Linked DNA regions of Ovis aries: region 1 is linked to region 2. The links are chromatin contacts, called in public Hi-C maps. All regions are on one chromosome and are shown on one strand. The core of a region is the stretch at or near the end of the contact, and the rest is flanking DNA. Distances in the headings are between cores, read along the strand shown. Region 1 holds the start of PRICKLE1 (prickle planar cell polarity protein 1). Region 2 has its middle 50 kb from the start of TRNAI-GAU.

Region 1 (2,700 bases), core at 106-2,605, 950 kb before region 2:
TCGACGCTCCCATTCTTTCCCATATTCGTGTTACACGCAGAAAACAGCTCTGCTGGGGCGGGAGGTAGGGGGCTGATGCACCCCAGGAAAAAAGCAATCGACCCTTTCCCCGGAGTGTTAGGGGAGAGTCGGCAGCCTGCCTCTGGACGCCGGTAGGTGACAGGCGATCCTAAGCGGCGGACACTGACCAATGCGCCCTGGCCTCCCTGCGCCCCGCAGCGCCCCAACTCTGGGGCCCCTGAACGGTTTCCACGCAGGGAAGAATCAAAGGAAGAGTTGGTTGTGCTGCAGCCAACAGGAGCGGTGCGGGCAGGCTATCTGAAGCCCTCTGGTGCCGCAGCCCCAGTATCTGCTTTCACTGTCTACACAGCCCAACAAACCGGTTATGCCCATCTCCCGCATCTTCTGCGACACCGAACCACTCCGAGTGTCAGACGCCCCGCAGTGACGCGGACCTTTTCGGCCCTTACCCCGCGGCGCTAGCCGCCCACCGCCGCACCCGCAGCCCCTCTGCAGAGCCCACTCACCTCAGAGAGGGAGCGGGACTCGGCTGGACGGTCGTCGACTCTGCGTCGGCTCTGCGGACCCGCGCTCCGCGGTGTCAGCGGCGGGCGAAGGCGGGCAGCGCAGAAACCACCCGGCACCCGGGACGTGGCCGTTGCGGCCGCGGCGCCCCTCGCGGAGGTCAGCGCTGGCGGCGCGAGGCGGGCACGCTCCGGGGCGCGCTGTCTGGCGCGGCGGCCGCGGGAGGCGGCGCTCGCGGGGCTGCAGGCGGAGTGCGCCCGGCTCCCCAGCCCTCTCCGCGCCGCCGCGCACCCCGCCCTCGGCCGCCCGCCCGGCGCGAGCGAAAACGCGGAGCGCGGAACCCGCCGCGGGATCCGGGCCGCGCGCGCCCACGCGGCCCCGGCTCCGCTGCGAAAGGCTGGCGGGTCGGCGCCGGATTCCGGCGGCCGAGGGCGCGCGGAGCCCGGGCTGGTTGGACCGGCTCGGCGCCGCGGGAGGGCTGAGCTGAGTCCGCGCAATCTGCGGGATGAAGTTCGCCTGGGCGCAGCCGGGGTTCTCAAGTGCAGTCGGGTCTTCTCTGCCCCGCCCCCAATTATACGCTTTTTTTTTTTTTTTTTAAACCAAGCATTCTGATGGATGGAAAGACAGGAAGGGTGAAGGAGCAAAAAAGACAAACCCAATTTCCTCTGATCAAACGGTTTCGGGGTTGCCTATTTGGGGTTCTTTTCCTTTGGCTTGGTCGGGGCGGGATAGTTAATTAAACTCTTACTTCGATTCCTTCCGGCGCGCCTCGCCTCACTGGGGACCGGATTGTACTCGATCCTATCTCGTGTAGTCCCGCAGGCTGGGCTGTCTCCACCTCCGAGCAAGAAGCCACAGATTCAGCCTGCCCTCCCCTCCCACCCTGGTCATCTCAATAAAAACTCAAGAGTCTGAGGAGCGCATGTGAAAACCTCAGCTCGTCGCAACGTCCCGGCCTGAGCCAAGTTAGCGTGTCGCACTTAGAGTCGTATTCAAAATACTACTTTCATCGCGATGATCATTTTCCTGGCCAAGCTACTCCATGTTTTCAGTCTGCCCAGTCTCCAGGGCTGGGCTCTCAGGCGCATTTTCTCAGATGAAGTGGAGCTCAGCTTGTTGGAAAGTTCTGCCCTGACATCTGTGTCGCCTTAGAACCTTAACCCCCCTCACTCGTTCCAGTTCCAGATCAGTGGAGTTTCATTCCACCGGGGTTACAGAGGGTGGATCGGACAGCAGGTGTTGAGCCCAACTTGACAGGTGTCTCTGAAAATCTAGGGATTCCTTGACCTCTCAATCCCTTCTACTACCCTCTGGGACACTGTAACATCTTCCTGAAAGAAGAGGATGTGTGCATGCGTGAGGGAGGGCGGTGTGTTAATCGATGGATTTTTAAATTTCTTTAAGAAAAATCAAAACAGCTAATTCTAGAAATTTTCGGAGCACCAAATCTCTTCTATTTTAACTGGGAGTAAAATAAGGGAATACTGAACAAATTCTGAGTTGATGAAAAAAGGATATAAAATCAATAACATTTAAGACAAAATGAAGGGGAAATAGTACAAATTTAAGGAAAGTTTGGCCACAGCCCTGTGCTCTGCAATTCCAAATCTGATTTAGATCTCCCTGCGCCGTGAAAACTTTCTCACCTCTAGATTCACCCCTGAGTTTCTAAACTTCTGAGCACAGATCTTTCAGGAAACAAGACTGTTGCTTTTGAAGTAACTCCGCTTGTTCCCGGTGTTTGTACCTGATGGGAATCTGGGGGAAAACAACCTAGGCTGTCTTGCTTCTCAGCATTTTTTTTGGAATTGTGTGTGTTTATCTTAACAGGGTTACAAATGCTTCTATTAAGCTGTAGCCTTTTAGCTTCTACCTAAACTCCAGAACTGTCCAGAAGGCTGACAAAATGATTTATTCCACCCATAGAGGTTGTGAAAATCAGTACTTATAAGGGCAAAGAGTCCACTCTCCATCTGTGGGTGCCTGTCTATTGTTTCAATGGACACCTTCAAGTCAAATTAGTTTTCCAACAAATTGAATAACACTGTGGAATAGAATCAGTGGAGGATGGGGTGGAGGAAAGCATCACTGACCAAGCATCACTGCATCTTCCTGAGAAAATCCTCTCTGATGGACCAGTCGGTACTTGTGGCCAGCAGAATTGGGTATGGAGCA
Region 2 (2,700 bases), core at 6-2,505:
TGACCCTTGACTTCAGACAAAGCAGAACCAGAATCCTCCTTAATAGTCATGGGGATGCATGTCTGCATGGAAAGTCACTTTAGTCATGTCCAACTCTTTGCAACCCTATGAACCTTAACCCACCAAGCTACTCTGTCCACAGGATTCTCCAGGCAAGAATACTGGAGGGGGTTGCTGTTCCCTCCTCCAGGGGATCTTCCTGACCCAAGGATCTAACTTGCATCTCTTACGTCTACCTGCATTAGCAAGTGGGTTCTCTTCTAGCGCCACCTGGGAAGCCCAGTCATGGGGATATCTGCATGCAGCTCAAACTCTCCAAGCCCCAGTTTTTTCCACTTCTAAAGTGGGGACAAGAATATTTTGTTCACCCACCTCATAACTATTGTGAAAATAAAAATGACAATGGAAACAATTTATAAATAACACTAACACGTATTGATGCTGCTGCTGCTAAGTCGCTTCAGTCGTGTCTGACTCTGTGCGACCCCATAGACGGCAGCCCATGAGGCTCCTCCGTCCCGGGATTCTCCAGGCAAGAACACTGGAGTGGGTTGCCATTTCTTTCTCCAATGCATGAGAGTGAAAAGTGAAAGTGAAGTCACTCAGTCGTGTCCGACTCCGTCCATGGGATTTTCCAGGTAAGAGTGCTGGAGTGGGGTGCCATTGCCTGGGTTACTATATCCAAGCTTCTATGGCAATTAATTTACAAATAAAGAGATTGAGTATCAGTGAGACAAAACAATTTGTCAGGATTCACACTGCAAACCAGAGGAGAGTTAAACTGGTATTCAGTCCCAACCGGTAGTTACCTGCTCCCACACTTTTTATGACCATATGATTGTACAACTTTGAAGGTCTTTCAGCCCTATTCCAATGTCTGTGTTGGTGACTTCTATTATTTTTTGCAATCATTCCAATCATTCCTCAAAATATATCTCAATGAATAAATGAAAGAAATCTACAATCTGGGAAATAGGGAAAATGCTGCAAAGCATATTGCAAACATTTGACTTTGCCAAGAAGTCAAAAAACAATGAAATAAATCAAAATTGTCTGAATCCATATATTACATCAGAGCAACTTTGTTAATTAAGATCAAGCTTCCAGAAATCCAGGAATGATCAGCTCTTAGGCTGACTAATCATATATTGAAGGAAATAGCAGTATACACAGGCCTCAATTATACAGTCTCCTGATCTTTGAAATCACCTTTGAGCATTACTCTCAGAACAGTTTTTGGCAGCAAAGCCTCCATCTGCTTATAATTTCCCTTGCATTTTCATGGCCTTTTCAGTCCTTGCTGCTTTACCCAGCAGGAAGTCAAATTGGGTGAATCATTTCCACCAGGCAATCCCCATCTCTGCAACTCACTTTCATTTTCCCTTCATGCCCTTAGTAGAGGGTCATAGCCCTGGAAAACGGTCTCTGAAAGAGGAGCAACAGCATCCTCTACTGACTGTGGGTTACAACGTCAAAGGGGCACCAATTCACTTCAGCATTTCAGTGTGATTTGCATCATTCTTCTTTAGTGCCCTTATTGGTGTTTTTTATGTCTTTATTTTAGGCGGTTTAAGAATGAAAATAAAACCTTGGTATTTTTTGAACTTTTAAAGCCACTTTATTGAGGTAAATAACTGACATGGAAAAAACTGTATTTATTTAATATGTACAACTTGATGAGCTTGGAGATAAGACTAAAATCATCATCACAATCTATACCATAAACATACAAATCAGATCACAAAGTTGCCTTCTATTCTCTATTATTATTATTATTATTTATGATAGGCATACTTAACATACGATCTGTCCTCCTGAACACTATGGGTGCGAACATAAATTGGTAGAGCCACTGTTGAAAACAGTATGGAGGTTTCTCAAAAAACTAAGAACTACCATATGGACCATATGGACCAACTACCATATGGACCAATTCCACTCCTGGATATATATATGTATATATGTACATACATATATATATATACCAAAAACACTAATTCAAAAAGATACCTGCACCCCAATATTAATAGCAGTATTATTTACAATTACCAAGACATGGAAGCAACCTAAGTGTCAATCAACAGATGAATGGATAAAGAAGATATGGTTTATTTATAATTAATGAACTATTCAGCATAAAAATGAAAAAAAATTGCCATTTGCAGTAATATAGAGAGTCTCAGGAGGCATTAGGAGAAGGAAATGGCAACCCACTCCAATATTCTTGCCTAGAGAATCCCATGGGCAGAGTGGCCTGGTGGGCTGCTGTCCATAGAGTCACACAGAGTCAGACACGACTGAAGTGACTCGACATTCATACATGCATTGGAGGAGGAAATGGCAACCCACTCCAGTATTCTTGCCCAGAGAATCCTATGGACAGAAGAGCCTGGTGGGCTGCTGTCTATGGGGTCGCACAGAGTCGGGCACAACTAAAGCAACTTATGTAGCAGCAGTAGCAGAAGGCATTATGGTAACTGAAATAAGTCAGACAGAAAAAGACAAAAACTATATATGACTTTTATATGTGGAATCTAAAATATACAACAAAGAAGCAGACTCACAGATAAAGAGAACAAATTAGTGGTTACCAATAGGCAGGTAAGAGGAGTAATACAGAGGTGGGCGAATGGAAAGTACAAGCTGTTAGGTGTAAGATGGCTCAAGAATGTATTGTACAACACAGGGAATATAGCTAAC

What was found. A called contact is a pair of places that touch in the nucleus more often than the background predicts.
Region 1: a Hi-C map of skin fibroblasts shows a contact between it and region 2, with 2.9 times the contacts expected there. The contact joins the promoter of PRICKLE1 here to the enhancer-like site in region 2. A contact is called at or near these places in 2 of 16 Hi-C or Micro-C datasets (skin fibroblasts and tail adipose tissue).

The regions. Positions count from the first base shown.
Region 1 is chr3:144,347,771-144,350,470 of ARS-UI_Ramb_v3.0, reverse strand. It overlaps PRICKLE1 (prickle planar cell polarity protein 1), which reads right to left and starts at 1,355. Exons shown (of 10, transcript XM_060412711.1): 1 at 1,274-1,355.
Region 2 is chr3:143,393,541-143,396,240 of ARS-UI_Ramb_v3.0, reverse strand. No RefSeq gene overlaps it. Among named protein-coding and RNA genes, the nearest start is that of TRNAI-GAU, 50 kb to the left of the region's middle. Within about 2 kb of position 1,255, at least 4 of the 54 cell types and tissues checked have an H3K27ac peak or open chromatin away from gene starts, as enhancers often do.